2 separate regions of the Mus musculus genome follow, and region 2 is linked to region 1. A link is a contact called in public HiChIP or PLAC-seq data. All regions are on one chromosome and are shown on one strand. The core of a region is the stretch at or near the end of the contact, and the rest is flanking DNA. Distances in the headings are between cores, read along the strand shown.

Region 1 (5,447 bases), core at 1,006-3,505:
TTCACCAGCCGTTGGTGATGCCCCACCTTGGAGTAGTATTCGGATCCAGGAAGGCCCTGCAGGAAACAGCAGAGCAGCCTTTTTCTAGTTCGACAGTCTTAATCAATGCATTTCATTAACATTCACTTAACCTTTCCTGGTCTGCACTTCACTCTGAGTAACTGATGACTTCACTGCTGCCAAGCATTGAGTGGCCGTTGCCACAACTGGCATCTCCCTTAAGTCTGGCATCTCCCTTAAGACTGGCGTCTCCCTTAAGTCTGGCATCTCCGTCTGAATTCTGACCTGACTAATGGGGATGATTTCTCTTTACAGGGGGTATCTATGAGGACTCTAAATGAGATCTCTGATGACACCCCAGCTTGTAACTCACTGTGTCCTCGTCCCCTAAAGTCCACACACTGAGGCGATGCTTAGATTCTCCCAGGGAACCTAAACTTAACCCGTCCATAAAGAAAGGCTCCATTTCTTACCTTGGAACCAGCCCTTGAAGTCTTCCCTAGCTCAGTAGATGGCAACTGGGTGAGCTTCCAGATGCTCTGTAGAAGGCGCTGATGCTGACCTGACTTTGATGCATCTCATACCCCACACCCAAGCCAACAGATCCCACAGATCCTATACTCCGCACTCAAGCCAACAGATCCCAGAACTCTGCTTTTGAGACAGGTCATGTGTTCAATTCTTTCTCTCAATTACCAGTGTCTCACGCTGTCCTAGTCAGGGTTTCTACTCTGTGACAAAACACTATGACCAAAAAGCAAGCTGTGGAGAAAAAGAGTTTATTCGGCTTACACTTTGCCTCACGCTTCATCATCAATGGAAGGAAACCAGGACAGGAACTCAGGCAGGGCAGGAACCTTGAAGCAAGGGCTGATGCTGAGGCCATGGAAGGGAGCTGCTGATTCGCTTGCTCCACATGGCTTTCTCAGCCGGCTTTCTTACTGACCCCAGACCACCAGCCCAGGGATGACACTGCCCATGATGGACTGGACCCTCCCTTCTGGTTCACTAATTGAGAAAATTCCCTACATCTGGATCTTATGGAGGCACTCCTTCAACTGAGGTGCCTTCCTCTCTGATGACTCCAGCTTGTGACAAGTAGATACACAAAATCAGCCAGTGCACAGACCAAGCTGGAATCCACCATTCCTCGCCAGAGCATCCTGTGTTTCTTCCTGCACAGGTCTCCAAGCCCAAACACTCAGCTTCCTGTCCATCTAGCTACTATAGCCTTGTGCTTAAAATTAGCCTCAGTCACCCCTCAGCTTAAATCTCTCCAGGGACCTCCACGTCACTAAAAGTACTGTGCCTGCCAGAGTCAGCGAGAGCCTATGGCGTTTGCTCGCCAGCCAAGGTTTCACTGCTCTGCTCTCGCTACCTTGGCCTTGTCACTGTGTTCGTTCAAGGTTATCCCCCACCACTAGCTCCTTCTCATCCTCGTTAGTCCTTTTGTTTCAAATGCTTTTCTCCAGGTCTCTGTTCAGTTTGTTTTTCTGCAGCACCCAGTCTAACTATCATGTTCACTACAGTACTTTGCCACACACCACCCCCAGGACTCTTTATTTTTATATCTATCTCTTCTAACATATATATACCCACAATAGAGTATCTATCTGTCTGTCTGTATTCATATGTATATCTGTCTCTCTCTGTATGTATGTACACACACACACACACACACACACACACACACACACCTCTGTCTTTGCCTGCTCCCCCCCTCTCTGTGTGTCATATAAAAGCACGTTTCTGGTACCATATCTGGAGACACTCAAGTGTGGTCCAAACATCAGGCCTCCATCTTTACTCCATCTGTGCCCTACATTTCCACTGACAAGACCAGGATGGTACTGGGAAGTTTTGGCAGTCAGAACACATGGCTCATGTGTATTGAGTTATAGCCAAGAAAACATGAAACTGAATACATATTCTTACATAGGGATCTGGTTAACAATCCCAGTCCCATACACTGTGCGCATTCTCTGATCGACACTGTGCTGAATAATTCATGGATATTGTCAGATTGCACCCACAGGGCTAACCATGACTTACAAGTAAGAAGATGGATGTAAGTTGAGTAGCTTGTATAGTTATAGCCAGCAACTGGCAGCACCAGGATTTGAGCACAGGGTATCCCAGAAAACTCACACTTTAAGCCACTGTGTTAACCCACTCATCTGATACTCTAGAACCATTACTCAATGTTTGGAGGAACAGAAAACAGCTTAACACATGGCTTGTGGCTTCTGGCAAGGGAAGGAGAGTGACATTGCAGAAGCCACACCCAGGAAGCCATAAAACAACTTGTGCATTCAACTGTATGATACTGAGTATGATCTCTTTTTAAAAGTTATGTAAGTGGCATTGACCAAACTTCCTGCATGCCAGACTAGGATGTAGGCTTCAGAAAAGTAACAGCAGGCTCAATTGGAGAGAGAAGTTGTCCCAGGCGAAGAAAAGGAAGGGCGTGTTGTGTACATGAGGGCAATACATCACCATAAGATCTGTTCTTGTGTAGCAAAGGAGAGAGGTCGAGAGAGCTGGCTAGGGATTGGTTGTTTAGAAAACCTGCAACCTAACAAGCAGGGCAGAAATATGGATGAGGCCTTTGGTGCCGGAAAGATATCAGTGACCACACTGATGCTAAGTCAGAGTGTTAAACTGGGTCAAAAAAATCTCACTTCAGTTATCTATTGGCCAAGTTGATGTTTAAGAAGGTTAATTTTCTTGCACTGAGTCTCTATATCCCTTGATCACCTATAACCCAGTGTCTGGGGCCACAGAAACACTTCTCTGTTCCAACGGTCTAGATTTTACCCAATGAGCTTGCCCAAATTCCCAACATAATTGAAACAGCCTAAGGCCAAACCACCAGATATGCTAGTCAGAGAGGGGTCACCACTCAGGTGTAAGAAGAGAGTGGAGGAGCAGTGCAGCCGTGCAGAGGCTCAACAGGTCTATTCCCTGCAGCCTGTGCATCTTCAGTCCCTCAAAAAGGACAGTGGTGATAGAGTCACATCCTTCATGTACCATGATGTACGTAGACATGGTACAAAGAATGAACGAGGTGCAGGGAGCTTATTTCTAGGACCGAGACATACAGAAACGACACAGAATGGACAGGCCCACAGAGAAGTCGCTCTCTATCCCTTCTGTACATCCAAGTTATCACACATCATGAAAGGTTCAATATGCTAACTACAAATCATTTTTATGCATTTCCACAAAGCAGGCCCCACTACCAGGACTGCCCAGTTTAATCTAAAGGCTAAGACAATGCTTCTTTAACTCAAACACTGTCCCTCTGGGATGCTCGAAGTAATTGAGGACATGCCACATTTCCAGCCCCAGGAACTCAAATGATGTCTCCCTGTTTTATAATAATAGTAAGTTGTAACAGAAAGGCACTAAGTCAAGAGTGTTTTATAAGTATCAATGCGGTGATAGTCACAGCACTCTTAGTAGTGGCCCAGAGGCCTCTGGAGCTACTGACATAGCCCAGGGAATGGCAGCATCTACTTGGAAGAAGTTGTAATCTTTGCCATAATGTCTGTATATTATGTGTAATTGAAATTGTGACCTACTCATGTTTTAGCTCATATCTAACTCCACCCACATCTTACTTCCATTCACACTCAATACCCCTCCTCACCCTTGCCTTTTGTTTCCATGATAGACTAGCCTCCTCCTTCTCCTCTCCCTCCTCCTCCTTCTCTCTCTCTACACACACACACACACACACACACACACACACACACACACACACACTTGCACGTGTCTGGTGAGCTGTGTGAGCTCTGCCTCCTGTTCCTTACTACTCTCTAGTACGTGATAAGTCAGAAGTTTGAGCCAATGCACATCAGCCCTACACACAGAGTAGAACAAGTGAATGTTTCACAGATGACGACAAAAACATCACGGATTTCACTGACACAAGGAGAGAACTTGAGAGAATCATCCTGAGTGAGATTACCCAGTCCCCAAAGGACATGGATGGTATGTACTCACTTATAACTGGATATTAACCAGAAAATACAGGATTTCCATGCTACACTTCACAGATCCAAAACAACTAAACCAGAAGGAAGGTACAAGAGAGGATGCTTGACTCTCACTTAGAAGGGAGAATAAAATAGTCATAAGTAGCAGATGAAGGGAACTGGATGGGAGAAGGGATAGAGAAGAGAATGGAGGGGCTCAGGATCAAGTATGGGCAGGGACAGGAAAGATGCCCAGAGGTCATGAGAGTGAATGGGAATCTGCAACCGACCGGGATGGGGAGTTGGGAGGCATCTCCAGGACAAGACAGAGACCTGGGAGAAGGGAGGCAGCCAGGAATCAACGGGGATGAACTTAGCTGTGACTGATGACATTAGGGATACAGAACCTGAAGAGGTCACCTTCTGTACCCAGGCAGAAACACCAGTGGAGTGATAGAGACACCAACCTACGCACAAAATTTCTGATCCCAAATTTATCCTTTCTGCAAGAAATGCAGGAATGGGGGATGGAGCAGAAACTGAAGGGATGGCCATCCAAAAAGCAGCCCAACTTGAGACCCATTCCATGGGCAAGCATCAGTCCCTGACACTGTTGATGATAATGTTATGCTTGCAGACAGGGATCTGGCATGGCTGTAGTTTGAGAGGCTCCACCCAGCAGCTGGCTCAGACAGATGCAGACACCCACAGCCAAACTGTGGATGGAGCTTGGGGACTCTTTTGGAAGAACAGGAGTCAGGATGGTGAGTCTAGTATAATCTTGAGTTCTTAAACTAGATATTTCTGTTAAAATGAAGACTTTATATAGACGAGCTTGCAATTAAGCACGTAATCCACTAGAGGGCATTATTGTCTCACATGAAAAGGGACAGTTGGGTTTTGTGTACAAAAGCAGTTTGCAAAGCGAACAAAGCAGGATCCATTTCAACTGCTGCAATATCATTCTAAATAGCACATAGTTCTGGAGTAAAGTTTTTGAACTCGACGCTATAACACTCAATATTTAACGTGGACACTCAATTCCTGCTCATATGCAATCTCAGAACCATGAGTCTAGTTTGCCAGAGTCACGATTTTGGAGAGGGGAAAAATGAATAGATTTAGTCATTTGGCCCAGTAATTACCCTACCCTGCCTCCTTGATGAATTTTTAAAATCATATTTCCAAAGAGGAAAACATCTTCCTCATGGCTGTCCTGACTTCAGTTGGGAAGTGTAGGTGTTGGAAAGGGCATTGTATGGAACACCCAGGATCGGCACAGCATGTCTCCCCAGCTCAGGAACTTAATAATGATGGGCAGGTGGCTTAGTGGGTAAGAGCTCTTGCTATGCAAGCAGGAGGACCTGAGTTTGAATCGCTAGCACCACAGAAAAGCCAGGATGGCCACAAAAGCCTGTAACCCCAGTTGGCTGAGTGGAGCAGACCACAGGCCTGCTAGCTGCGAAG
Region 2 (5,447 bases), core at 1,626-4,125, 670 kb before region 1:
CAAAAGCTTTTGGGTATTGGAGCATTTCAAATGTGGGATTCTGCATTCCCCCCAACACACACACACACACACACACACACACACACACACACACACACACACTTTGGCCCTCTCTCTGCCTTTGGAGGTAAGACTTTGCATCTTAGCTTTGACTACCCAGAAACTCAGCATGTAGCTTGTGCGAGGACTCATTTATGGCAGTGTTCTGGCCTCGGGTTTTCGAGGGCTGAGATCACCTCCATGCCTCCATCACTTGTCCTACTAAAGGACATACACAGAAAAGATAGCACAGTGGGCAAGATGGTTAGAAAAGGTCCCGCAGCAAGGGTAATGCTGACGCTGAAAAGTGCCTAAAGTCTATTGGGGCTTCGGGTCAAGAATGTACTAGATGGAAGGAATAATAAGTGGTAACGTTTGTGAGCAGAAAGAGCTCGGACTGTCTGGGGGCCCATGAAATATGGCAAATGTTGGGGATTGGAGTGCCACTGCCAGGTCTGGAAGCTGGAGAAGGAGGAAGGGGCCAGCCTTGGAAGCTGTTCCGCCATGGCACCGTGCTGACCACGCACAGCTGCCTGGATTTTCTTCTAAAGTCAGTGGAGTGCTACCGGAAGGTTTTTAAGTATGTTGGTATGGTTTTCAAGAGTTTACCTCACAGCTCGGTCCTTCCAGTAACAGCTGCGGCTGTGAGACAAGAGAAGTGACAGAAGCTTGTGTTAATGTTGACATCCCTGTAGGTCTTCTGCAGCAGCTGGAAAATAAGCCCTCTGGAGTGCTTCTGATGGTCTCTCATGCAGTGAAGAATGGCAGCGAAGTCTGCGTTGCTAGAAAATGGTAGGGAGGTGAGCTCACAGCACCACAGCCTTCTGGGAGACGCAGTGAGTAGGTTACAGGTTTCAGCTCATCCCCCAGGCTTGCCTTGCTTAGTGTGTGCAGTCCTGCATTCAATCCCAGGCCTGATAAACAACAAACAAACAAGCAAACAAACAAACAAACTTCTGTAGCCACTTACTGTGGCTTCCAGAGGATGTGAATTTGGTTGCCAACATCTGAGTCAGGCGGCTCTCACTGCTTCTGATAGGCCCCTCCCCCTTTCGGAGCCCCTTTGCTGCAAGGCGACATGCACAGCTTCTAAGTAAGCACGCTCCAAGATGTGCACACCCCTTGTGTTGCTACCCCGAGGAACCCATCAATGAAACCCACATCGTGCTTGGGCAGGAGCAAGGAGGAGTTCCTCGAACCTCCGGAGAGGTTCCTCGAACCTCCGGAAAGAACAGTCTCTGACCAGGCTCTGAGAAGAACGTTGGGAGTGCAGGCTCTGAGCCACCCCTTGTGCTGGCCCCTGTCCAAGAGAGGGTGGTAGGAGTGGGGTCTTGCCCTTTGCACACGGCACGGTGGCTCATCAGCTCGTCTTCTGAGTGTGGTCCTCTTCCCAGCTGTTGCTGCCTGAATCGTGTTTCCCACGCCCAAGCCAGCCTAGCTGTCACCAGCTGTGACCAGCTGTCAGGCAGTTGTTAGCACTCCACTCTTCTCCCTGCCACGTGACAGCCCCTGACCTCAGCCAGAGACCAGAAGAGCTTTCTGACAGGCAGGCTAAAGGGCAGGCCACAAGGGAGACCTGATCAACTAGCAGGCAGGTGGAGTCCCACTATAGTGGTTCATGGAGATGAACCCCACAGTCAGACACTCAGAGAAATAGGATTGGAAGCATGGTAGAAACACACACACACACACACACACATGAGCACATGCTGCAGTGCATGCAAAGATACTTGCCAAAAAGACTGGACGTGGAGGTCATCCTGGCCACGGCGGAAAAGACTCATTTTTCCCGATTGTGAATCACAGAAACAAAGTCCCGGGAGGTCCTGGGGCATCACATCCTCATTCCTGAGAGAGCAGAACCAAGCTTCCCAGGAGCCTAGGTGAGCATGAGGCAGCTTAGAAAGGTGTGACAGAACCTCTTTCTAATCTACTTTGCCCCAAGACTCCTGCCACCTGGAGTTTTATAGCCCCTGCTGTAGATGGTAGTGCACAAAATTTCCTCAGTGCATCATCTTGGGCTCACTGAAGCCTTCTTGGTTAACACCTAAAGACCCCTCTTCCCTCTCCCCAGCTAGCCAATGGGCAAAGCCATCACCACACCACCTAATAGCTGGTTCCAAGTGCCTAGACAGCTGGGCTGATCTCTCCTTCAGTTGTCACAGTGCACACATTCACACACCATTATTGTCCTGATTCACAGATGGGAATGGCAAGGCCAAGAATTGGTTCATCCTTCATTCCACAGATGTTTGGGAATGTTGAGTACAGGCGAGGCTGGGGTTCAGCTGGTCTGTGAGCCCTACCCTCTTAGAGGCTCTGGCGCCTGTCTGAGGACGGGTCCCTGAGGGTAAAACTAACCAAGCCAGAGAAGGCGCAGGAGCCCAAGAAATCTCAGCTGCCTCCCCTGAGATAAGAGTGCTTTGTTGTGCAGGCTATTTCCTGCACTGAGGAATTCCATCTTCAGTTGTTGCACAACTGACCCTGGAAATGTCAAGAATGGTGGCTATTATTTATTAATGAGCTAACCATCTGCATGGCTACACACACACACACACACACACACACCAGCTATAAGCCTGGGACCATAAAAGGGTCTCTCAGTTTGTTAACACTGATGGTTAGAGTATAAGAGCCTCCCTCCATTGCAGGCCTACAGAGTGGCTCAGGATTGCTGGCCTGCTGTGGCCAGAGGAGATACTGCCTCATCCACCCATCAGCTCGTTTCCTGGGGCAACTGGCTTTACTGATTGGAACTCAGTTTTTGCAGGTCCTAAATGAGGACAATGGTCATAGTGCTGCCTATCTCGAGGGTTGGCGGAATGTGAGCAATGTGAGATTCCACAATGCACCAAACAGACGGCAGGGCTTTGTCCTGACTCCATGGGGCAGCAGCAGTCCCCTCTTGAGAAAACTACTTCCAGTTTTTATCTTAGAGGTTCTTTTTTAATCCAGTGCTCAGAAAACACAATTTGTATTATGCTGGTCACAGTTTCCGTGGTCTTGGCTCTTGCTTGTTGGTAGAACTTGGCACCTGTTTTGTTATAAAGAACAAGTGATCAAAAGGACAAGAGCGCACAGTAAGGACAGTGAAACAAAGGCTTGGTTTGAAAGGCAGACAAATCAGCCAGGAGCCTTACTTACACTAGGGAGGCCTGCAGAAAGCTGTCCACCCATAGGAAAGATCTTTCATCCTGGCATTGCTGCTCAAAAGAAAAAAAAACAATGTTTGCTGGTCTGAAAGCCTCATCAAAACCATTCTGAAACAAGAAATCCCAGGTTTCCTGAGTATATTCTTCCCAGGCCTCCTCATGTGAGCAGGCTAATTGTCTCTCTGTCATGGGCTAAACAGCGTCAGCTTACCCAATCCTTCCCGCACGCCATCTATGTTTTTCAGATGAGGAAGTGAGGGCCCAAAGAGGATAAGTCACTTGGTCAGTGTTACTCAGATAACAGCAGAGAATGACCAGGAAGGCAGGATCGGAAGTCTTCCAAGCCCATGTGCTGCAACAAAACTCACTGCTTCTCTTCTGAAGGAAAGGATCCGTTTTGTACCTGGTGACACCTGGATAAACACCAGGTGACAGGGACGGGCAGAGTGAGAGGAGCCTATCAACCGTGACATCCCACACTAGGCCAGAGCTTGTATACCAAGGCTCAGATTTATGGCAAGTCATTTAGAACTTGCTATTTCCTCCACCAACAAAGCCTTGCTTTTCCAGAAGGAACCACCCCAGGGTTCCTTGAATAATGAGCTCTAAAATAGTACTCACCATAACTTTCCAGGAACACAATCTGCTTGCAGGAAGTGGAGGGTGGGGGGACACTATATACTAGGGAATGCAGCTATGCCAGGGTCTCTCGCAGGCCAGAGGCAATCCTCAGAGGCCACCTTAACAGGACAAATCTTTCAGCCACTCTAACTTGTGAATAGCTGTTGCATAGCCAACGGACTCTTTTCTTTATCTCTCATACCAATATACCATCCCTGTCCTGTAAGTGATGCCTAACTCAAGTTTTCATTTCCAGTGACATACAGAAAGGAGCACCTACCCCAGATCACCCTACCCCAGGTCACACTACAGAGAGTCTTTACTTGAGAGTCAATGTTCAAGCATATGACCCAGAAATTTCACTTCCGTGTGTGTGTGTGTGTGTGAATGTATGTATATACACACAAACAAATTAAAATCTGAGATATGAAGAAGTCTATATGCTGACAGGGCATTCATTATTTATCCCAGTGAAAAGGTGACAGACAGCCCAAATATCTTTTGACAGGTAGGTAAACAAAATGGGTTATGCACATAGACAGTGAGATATTATTGAGTCTTAGAAAGGATTACAATTCAGGTAGATGTTGTAACATGAGTTAACCTTGAAAACATCATGCTAAAGGAAAGAAGAAAGAGACGAAAGGGCAAATGCTATACAGTTTCACTCAGATAAGACACCTAGACTAGTTAAATCCTAGAAACAAAAAGTGGACAAGTGGTTTCCAGGAGCTAGGATCGGAGAAGAGTTGGCAGTTGTATGGAGCTTCTGTCTGAAGAAATGGAAATGTTCTTAAAATGCATCCAGAAGCAAAAAACTACTCTAAACAGCCAGACCCATCCTGAACACAAACAGTGCAGCAGGAGGAATCACAATACCTGACCTCAAATTAAACTACTGTAATAGTGTATTACTATACACACACATACATGCAGCTACAGTAACAAAAATAGCATGAGACCGGCACAAAAATAGACAGAGACCAGTGGGATAGAATAGAGGACCCAGAAATAAACCCACACAGCTATGACCACCCAATTTTTGACAAAGAAATAAAAAATATGCATTGACAAAAAGACAGCCTCTACAACAAATGGCATGGAAAACCTGGATAGTCACATACAAAAGGCTGACACTAGATCTGTGTCTCCACTCTGAACAAAGATCTTAATGTAAGACCTGAAACTCTGAAACAACAGAAGAAACAAAGCAAGATCCAGGCATGGGGAGCATATGAAATTAAAAATCTTTGGCACAGCAAAGCAAAAAGACAGAATGAGAGAAAGACCATCCAACTGTACATCCTTCTGACTGGTAATTAATATCTAGAATACATCAAACCGAAAAAAATTAAACACCAACAGAATCCTTCAGTCAACAAGTGGGGAAATGAACAGATAGTTATTCTCAAAGGAATAACTACAAGTGACCCAACAAGCTTGTGCAGGGAAATAGTCAACATTTTAGCGATTAGAAAAATGCAAATTAAAGGGGGGGGTGGAGAATCTATTTATCCCAATCAGCGTGGCTATTAGAAAAACAAGCATGGGGGATCACATCTGTAATCTCCAGCATTCAGGACAATATTGTCTCCCCAAAAGAAAAAGGAAAAGGATTACAACAAACACTGGTGA

Evidence for each region. HiChIP or PLAC-seq counts read pairs in DNA pulled down with a chosen protein or histone mark.
Region 2: an H3K27ac HiChIP or PLAC-seq map of trophoblast stem cells shows a contact between it and region 1, with 8 times the contacts expected there. The contact joins two enhancer-like sites. A contact is called at or near these places in 3 of 15 datasets of contacts at CTCF or cohesin (embryonic stem cells, large pre-B cells and pro-B cells), 4 of 484 Hi-C or Micro-C datasets (cortical neurons and embryonic stem cells), 5 of 115 datasets of contacts at active chromatin or transcription factors (embryonic forebrain, embryonic stem cells, extraembryonic endoderm stem cells and 2 more) and 1 of 9 other capture datasets (embryonic stem cells).

Annotation. Positions count from the first base shown.
Region 1 is chr12:12,317,744-12,323,190 of GRCm38.p6, reverse strand. The region is part of intron 2 of Cyria (CYFIP related Rac1 interactor A); the gene reads right to left. Among named protein-coding and RNA genes, the nearest start is that of Gm34407, 31 kb to the right of the region's middle. Within about 2 kb of position 2,255, at least 68 of the 459 cell types and tissues checked have an H3K27ac peak or open chromatin away from gene starts, as enhancers often do. A contact at or near this core is called in trophoblast stem cells, where this site is marked.
Region 2 is chr12:12,991,454-12,996,900 of GRCm38.p6, reverse strand. Gm35208 (a long non-coding RNA gene) reads right to left here. Exons shown (of 4, transcript XR_381277.3): 2 at 3,403-3,604; 3 at 3,184-3,242; 4 at 2,552-3,073. Among named protein-coding and RNA genes, the nearest start is that of Gm35208, 6.8 kb to the right of the region's middle. Within about 2 kb of position 2,875, at least 56 of the 459 cell types and tissues checked have an H3K27ac peak or open chromatin away from gene starts, as enhancers often do. A contact at or near this core is called in trophoblast stem cells, where this site is marked.